Regions from separate parts of the Zea mays genome. Here regions 1 and 2 are each linked to region 3. Evidence: chromatin contacts called from public Hi-C data. All regions are on one chromosome and are shown on one strand. Each heading gives the region's core, a stretch centred on a gene start, on an enhancer-like site or on the middle of the called end of the contact. The rest is flanking DNA. Distances are from core to core; before and after follow the strand shown.

The links. Hi-C and Micro-C count contacts between places; a contact is called where the count stands out from the background.
Region 1: a contact with region 3 is called in a Hi-C map of leaf, with 2.5 times the contacts expected there. The contact joins the promoter of LOC103650329 here to the enhancer-like site in region 3. A contact is called at or near these places in 4 of 25 Hi-C or Micro-C datasets (ear, leaf and tassel).
Region 2: a Hi-C map of leaf shows a contact between it and region 3, with 3 times the contacts expected there. The contact joins the promoter of LOC111591182 here to the enhancer-like site in region 3. A contact is called at or near these places in 3 of 25 Hi-C or Micro-C datasets (ear, leaf and tassel).

The regions. Positions count from the first base shown.
Region 1 is chr3:103,382,192-103,384,891 of Zm-B73-REFERENCE-NAM-5.0, forward strand. LOC103650329 reads left to right here and starts at 1,413. Exons shown (of 13, transcript XM_020550255.3): 1 at 1,413-1,808; 2 at 2,012-2,083; 3 at 2,223-2,351; 4 at 2,436-2,509. The coding sequence starts at 1,501.
Region 2 is chr3:103,057,628-103,060,327 of Zm-B73-REFERENCE-NAM-5.0, forward strand. LOC111591182 reads right to left here and starts at 1,267. Exons shown (of 2, transcript XM_023302122.1): 1 at 983-1,267.
Region 3 is chr3:103,249,997-103,252,696 of Zm-B73-REFERENCE-NAM-5.0, forward strand. No RefSeq gene overlaps it. Among protein-coding and RNA genes, the nearest start is that of LOC103650330, 13 kb to the left of the region's middle. Within about 2 kb of position 1,430, at least 20 of the 20 cell types and tissues checked have an H3K27ac peak or open chromatin away from gene starts, as enhancers often do. A contact at or near this core is called in ear, leaf and tassel, where this site is marked.

The sequences.
Region 1 (2,700 bases), core at 163-2,662, 130 kb after region 3:
CGTCATTCTCGGATTTTTACCTTCTGCCAAGCCGAAGGTACAAATGTAATTTATATATCATTGATGTTTGTTTATGATTATACAATGATGATATGAATAATCTAATGATTCAAGATGATTATTCATACTTTTTCTGTGTTTCATATGTCCCAGTTTATATCTTTATACATTGAAGTGATGAAGGTATGTCCTTCATGACCTTCGTCTGAAGATCACTATATCCTAAGGGAGATAATGCTTCAAAGGACGAAGGTCTTTAACCATTAACATTTGTGTTGCCTTGTTCTTAATTCATAGCATTTGAGAACAAGTGATCAACAACCTCCGACCAGGATGATGTAGTGTGTGAAGGAAGATGAGCGTGAAGGGAAGATTTTGAGCAGGCGCGGGAGGGAGAGGGATTGAGATCCTCTACAGTCGAGTGTTTGTAGTCTACCAGGTGGGCCTGGCAGGTGCCAGGGTCCACCTGGAGTCACAAATGCCTAGAGGAATCGATTTCAAGGAGAGAGGCAAGCGTAGAGAGCAACCTCAGCGACACTATGTTTATCGCAAGCAGTAGTGGACGTTGATGGAGGCGTAGGAGAGGTCTCCATCCGCTAATTTTAGAGAAATATTTGCAATTTTGCAATCCACAAAAGTGGTGCCTCTTTGCTATTATGTCATATATGTCGATGATTCATGGGTTCATCTGTGTCTATAATTTATAGATCCTATAGCATATTAGCGAATAACTCTTTTAGGCTTAGTTTGCGTAATCTAGTATTGATCCTAATCCACATGTATTGAGATGGATTGGGGTGTAACTTAAACTAATTTACACCCAAATCCACCTCAACACACGTGGATTGGGGTCAATACTAAAGTATCCAAACAAAACTTTAGGATGTTTGGCTTCTACAATATATTTCTGGAGAGATCCCCACACTTAGAATTTTTTTTATATATGGATTTAAATGTACGTTGTAGCTGCTAATCGAGACCGAGGTCAGCTGACCCTATAGATGGCCAATAAGCATGAGGCCCATGAGCCCGACACGAAGCCCGCTGTTTGGGTTCGATCCGAGCCCGACACGGCTCGGTTCTATGTGGGCCCGGTCCGACCAGGCATAAATAAGCGGGCCGGGCCCGGACAGGAAACTAAGCACGGTGGGCTGGCTCGGCACGACCGTTTATCTCTAAGCCCGCCAAACCCGCTTTTTCCACTAAATCGTGCTTACCGGCTCGTTTAGTCCGTTTTTTTCGTGTTTACCGGGCCAATCTGGTCCGTTTACACCCGCTGTGGGCCGGGGTCGGACAGAGAAACAAGTCCGCGTGTTTAAATGAACCCGCCCGATTTTTTAACCGTGGCTGACGGACCGGGTCTAAAATGGGCTGGACCCGGGCGGCCCGTTTGGCAATGACCCTAAGGACTGTAGATTCGCCGGGCGGCCGGTGGCGACCGGCACATCAACATCAGAGAGAGGGTGGAACAGACAGAGAAAGAGGGACTGTGGTGTGCACATGGAGGAGCTCTCCAACAAGGCTCTGGCACCAAGCTTGCTTTCGCTGTGCCTGGATGCGGTAGCTGATCGTCTCATCAGCGACAACGCCGCCGCAGGCGGCGGCGTGGGCCGAACGGGTTCGTCAGGAGGGTGCAGCGGCGGCGGCGGTCTCGCCGGATTCTCGGAAGATGATGGAGGGGAGGCAGACGAGGACCGCCTGCATCCACAGGAGTTGGCGGAGGGGCTTCCCTGGGAGCTTCTCCATCGGCTGGCGTCCCGGCTCCCGCCTGTCGTACTTGAGTCACTCCATCACGCTGCACATGCCCGGTACCCTGCCGGCCTGCCCCTCTCCATTTATGTACCAATTCGTAAACATTAACAGACAACATCACGCCCATTCCTGTGCCCGTTTACCTTCTATTGCTACTCCAATTTCCACATCTTCTGTATCATATGTTCCTTCCTCTGAGAAAATCGTGCATCTTCATAAAGGAAGAGCTAAATGTTATGCTCATTATTTCTCGTTTCAGATACTGTTCTGCTGAAACTACTTCTGGACTTGGAGTGCAAGATGGAGAAAGACGTGGGGTGAAACGTTCAAGGTTTTGCACGCATTCATGCAACAAAAAACGTGTTTTTATAATACTATGTTAATAGTATTGCAATGGAATGAAGACAATAATCGGTAGCACCAACATATGTTTGAATATCTGACCAGACATATATGATGTCTGCTCTCAGGTGTGAAGATTTCAACAGCACTTGGCAGTTGTTGTTCAAACTTCGCTGGCCCCTGGGTGGTAATACTGGACATAATAATTTGGTCACTGTGGATTGGCAGCAAAAGTATTGGGAAAAGCATTTACAAGAGTAAGCTATCAGTGATTGGAATTTATGAATGAAATGCTTTAACCCCTTAAAACACAAATTACCAATCCTTTTTCGCCTCCACAGGTGTTTAAATGAAGCTGCAGAACATGCTTTTCTTCCTTTTTTTTGTGGGAGTATTGGTGAGCTGAGTATATCAGGCTAGTATCCTATATTCCTTCATGACATGTTTATCGTATTGAACATTCATTTGTTACCAACTTGACATTGCTTGGTTGAGTTGAGTAATTTGCTTCTTAGTTTTAGAAAGTAACCTGAATTATTAAAAAAAATTCTTTCGCTAACAATGTGATACCCATTGACTCCCTCCGTTCTGGTGTAGAAGGTGTAA
Region 2 (2,700 bases), core at 17-2,516, 190 kb before region 3:
GGAGAGAGGAGGGAGCTCGTTCTTTTATAGAGCGAGAGTGGAGAGGAGAGGGCGCCGGGGAGGAACGGCCAGCCTTCAACACCATCAGTGGCGTCGTTTCTCTCCATTGATTGGAGAGGGAATTAGGGGAGGGAGAGGAAACGGCGGCGTCGGTTTCTAGCGTGGGAGGCGGATGGGCACAGATGCTGAGGAGCGGGCGCGGGAGCACGGCTCGGCCGAGCGCGCGGCACGAGCCCAGGGCCAGCGGCGGCGGCGCGGAAGGGAGAAGGAGAGGAGGGGCCACGGGGCCCTGACGGGTGGGTCCCACCGGTTAGTGAGTGAGAGGGGGAAATGGGGGCGCGACTGATGGGCCCCAAATGGGCCGGTTTGGCCAGCTAGGGTTAGGGTTAGGTTTTCTTTCTTTTTTTCATTTTCTTTTCTTTTCCACTTCAAAATATAAATAAATATATATTTAAATAATTAAAAAATCATAATAATTATACCAAAGTATTTATAACTAAAATATTTATTTTTGACCAATATTTCAATATTAATTAATTAGATTTTCAATATAAAAGAAATTCTACTAAACAATCCATAAATCAAATATAAGCAAACAAAATTACTCTAAATGCAAATAAAAATCAAATACTTGAAAGAAAAAAAATCCATTACCATATTTACCATTAATAATATAAATGCATTATATTTAGTTGATGGTTTTGGTAGTGTTATAGCATCCCCAAGTCGCCCGATAGCCGATCGACGGCTAGATTTCGTTGCTATGAATAGGTATCCCAAAGTTCTAATCAGAGCCGATCAACCCGAGATCAACGGTTTCTGATCATTCACCCAAACTCGCCATCGAATACGGCGACGCCGCCCGACTACGCCCGGTGGGGGTCATCTGAGTTACCTCGATACAGCACCCGCTGACTTGATGCCTAAAACGACCGACAATGCGTTTAGTAGGACTCGCCGAACACGAGGGTCGATGACTCACCGGCGAGGGCGAGGTGGCGAAGCCGGTCCTCGGCGGAGGATCAAGCCGCAGCAATGGAGTCGCACCGGCGAGCAATTGCCCAAACGCCGACGGTCCAATGGATAAATTGATGGTCGTCGAAGCTCCCCGAATCTATGGCGCTGCCCCAGAATACCCCTCTAACGCCCGAGCGCCCACAAAGCATGTGTTGGCCAGTGATGGATTTCCTGTCCCTCTCTCTCCCCTGCGCTACCCCTCTCCGGTCCTTCTTTCTCGATGGCATTTGGGTGGGCTGGAGAACAAGCCCATCGGTCAAGACAAGCCAAGGAGGTCCATATATATGCAGCACCTGCCGAGGAAAACGACATGGCCAAGTCCCATGGTGAGCTGCGCTCGTCACGGTGTTCATTCGCAACGGTCCCTGATATGGATGAGTCCGACGTGGCGGACCGACCAGCAGCAACCCAAGGCGAGCCAAGGAAGGTGCGCCTAGTCAGCGGGGCCCCCACGTTAGTGAGAAAGCGAGCAGCGCGTGCGGCTGAGTGGAAGCCTGGCGAGCGGGTCCCGCAAGGCAGATACGTAGACGGTGGTGGGAGTTTGGGCTAGGCGGCTATGGCGGAGGATGGAAATGGGCCGAGGAAAAAGGGATTAAGCCCAGGTTAGTTTAGGTGACCCTTTTCTTTGTCCTTTTCCTTATTCCATTTTTTCCTATTTCAATTTCAAATCAAACACAAGCTTGAATTTCAAACCTTTAATTTCTTTAAATGCACAAATAGAACTCCAAAATGATGTGCACTAATTATATTAATCTATTTATTTAGTTACTTTATTATTATTATTATTTTATTTAGGTAATGTTTTGAACATGAAATACACACACCACATTTATTACATAGAATATTATTTTGGGTGTGTCATCAATTTCAAGGTAGATCCCAAAGTTCATATTCCTTTATTTTGATAGAAAACATTTTTCAAATGCCTAATCTTTATTAGGATATGTTTTATCTAATATTATTCTATTATGATCATTTACTTTAGAAAGGGTGAGTTCTAAAGTTCATTTATTTATCAAGGATACTTATTTTTATGATTATTTTTCAGGATTTCCTTAACTCGCAAGTTAAGATTTTGGGTGTTACAATAGCGATTAATGTAGAAGAATCATATCCAATTTAAGTAAGAAGATATACATCACATATCATTGGATTGATTTTCTTTTTATGTTAGATTACACATTCCATAGAGAAACTCATTCTCTTGATGTGAGACTACTTAAGTCACTTAGACAAAAGCATTAGTCTTACGATTCTAGTCATAAAGAGAAATTCCCTTTTATAAGTGTCCTAAGGATTTAAATTCCTTATATGACACCTTATTCTTTTAAGAGCTTCGAATATTTCTGTTTATGTTCAGAACATGGCAACAATATGATAATTAACGTAAAACATGCCATGAGCTACTTACAAAAATTTAAAGCATGTAGATCGCCATAATATAGAAATGATGAAAATGCAATCTACCATATGAGAGGAACTTTCTCCAAAGAATGGTGACATAATTTAACAACATTCTTAAGTGCTTCCTTTTTCTATGTGACTACACAAGACATAAGAGAAATGATAATTGAAGATACTTGCACTTAAAGACATAAGTGTTACCATCCTTTGGCTTTCCTGCATGTTGTAGGGTTTTCTTGATTTTCCACAAAGCATAGACCTACAACATCAATATTGTTG
Region 3 (2,700 bases), core at 180-2,679:
CTATCAATTATGTGGGAAAGATAATCTAAGAAATTATTAATTCAATTTTAATCTAAACTATAACTTTATCATAGTTCATCTACTGGTCAACTTATATTTATAGTTAGATTCCTTAGATAAAAAGATTAATCTACTCTATATAGGATAAATAATACCTAACTATAAAAGTATGAGATTTGACAAAATAAGGTTTTGTCATTGTGTAGTAAATTTTATTGCGAATCAAACGCAATTTGAACGGGTCAAATCGGAGTTAGAATAAATTATTTATGGATTTTCTATGATTTTTGGAATTACTTTTATACTTAGAAATCAGTTTTTGGATTTTGTTATTGTTGTTAACCGAAAAATGGGCGGCGACATTAATTTCCCAAAGGTCCGAGTCTATTTTATAAATAGTAGGACTAATTTGTAATGGTTTTTATATTGCATAGGACAGCAGGTTGATTATTTAAGAACCTGAGGACTCTTGCGCAAAAAAGGACGTGGATGAAGGGGTATGGTTCAATTCTGAACATTGGATGCATACCCAAGATCCCAAATTAGATCTTTAAATAGCACCAATAGGTATGCATTTGTAGCGGTTGGATTAAAGATCAACGATAGAGCGCCCCAGAGCGACCGGGCCGTCTACCAATCAACCGACGACGAGGATGCATCCCACGAAAATGGGGGGATATGTTTTAATCCTAATCGTCCAACGCCGATCCGACTGCCACGACCACATCTCACAACAATGCCCCGATTCCCCACCGAATCGGTATCCACTGATCTAATATTAATCGTCGATGCACGATCCAATGGTCCGAGGCGTGCTTCTACCCTTTGACCTCCAGAGCGGCGGCGCGAACCCGACCTACGGTGGTGCTCCGCCGGTGGATGGCCATCACCCGTACTAGCGCAAAATCCCCATGAAAAATCAGTGTTACACGCAGAGGACACCAAGGCAAAAACAATTGGAGTTGTCTTACCGTCGATCGACACATAGGGACGGTAGTCCATGACGGAGCATAGATTTGGGCGGAGTTCCGCAATGACGAGAAATTCTAGGGCCCCTGAGGCTGGCTGCTCCGGCAACCACCCGGATTCGGGACCAACGCGAGCACGCTGCTCGCACCATACAATTTTCGAGGGCTAGGGCGACCTAGTGGCAAAGTTGGGTGGTGGTGGTGGAAGCTTTTCTCCCTCCTTCGTCCTTTCTGTTTCGCTGCGATTGCCCTCGGTGTCGTATTCTATGAGGGGAATAGGGGATCTCAGGCTTGGCTTTTATGCACCACGGGTGGAGTCCGCGTGGGGGGTAATCGATTGGTGGATCTCCCCGAAACGCAGAGTGGTCGCGACGCGCTGAGTCCGTCAGAGGATAGGGATGATTTTGACATCCCTGCCCCACGTGTCGGTGACCAGAGAGAAAAGGTGTGCGCGGCGTGTAGGTACTAGCGCAGGGCCCCACAGGATAGTGTGAAGTGCTAAAGATGTGCGCACGGCGAGTGGGCTCAGGACAGCGGCTGAGGCGGAGGTGGGCCGAGCGGCGGCCCAAGCACGAGAGATGGGGAAAACGGGATGGGCTAGGAGAGGGATAGTTGGCCCAGGTTGCGTCTTTTCCCTTTTCTTTTCTTTTTTATTTCCATTTTGTTTCCATGTTTAAAAATTGGGTTTCAAGTTCAAACTCAACCTAGGTTTCGGAAATTCAAATTACAGTTAAATGCACAATACAAAAAGAAAGAAAACCCAGCATGAGATGATATTCACATTTATACATGTTTATAAATTATTTTAGCCATTTTGACCACTATTTCAATCATGTAGTGTACACACATAACTCTAATATATATATACATATATATTTGTGTATTAAACTAAATGTTCCTTCACAAATTAATACCCATTTACTCTAACTAATGTATAATCTATGTCAAGAGTTAATTTAAATATTTTTAAAAAAGAAATTTTGAGTTCATGCGATGAATTCTCCATTTTGGCAAATAGATTGAGGGTCTTTTCTACTATAATGTTTTCTTTGTATGAGTTTCAAGTTAAATCCCTAGTTAGAATTTTAGGGCGTTACAAATTCTACAACCTTAAAAATAATCTCGTCCTCGAGATTAGTAAGGAAGGGACGCAAAAGGTTTGTTTGTTTTTTAACTTTTGGTTCCAATTAGTTTTAGTACACCTAAAAGTTTCTCACCATTAGTAAGTGTGGTTGGGAACACTTGAGTATTTTATGTTTGAGCTAATAGGTAAGGTTGAGGCAGATTAGAACAAGATAAGGTTAGACAACGAAACTTCTACTTCGGATGTTGAATCCTAGACTCCTTTTGTAGATCTGGTTTGATTTCTAGCCTTCCTTGACGGGGTTGATGTCTTCCTTCTCGGATCTTGGTGCCTCAGTTTGTGGTTTAGGAGGTTTAGATAGGCCGCTGGTTGTGACACATGAGGTACGTTAAACAAAGTTTATTTGGTTCTTATGTTGGGCTGTGTAGGTTATACAAAGGTTAGGTTGTTGCGCATGGCCGAGTTGGTCTAGGGCACTATTATAGGTTAAAACATGTTTATAGGAGTAGGGTCTAATTTATTTCACCACTATTGACTTACATGTTAAGTAACTTACTTTAGATTAGATCTAGATGGGATCTAGATTAGATTGGTATGACTAGCTTAGATGTATAAGATCTAGTTAGTTTTGGAATAGATCACGGTTGT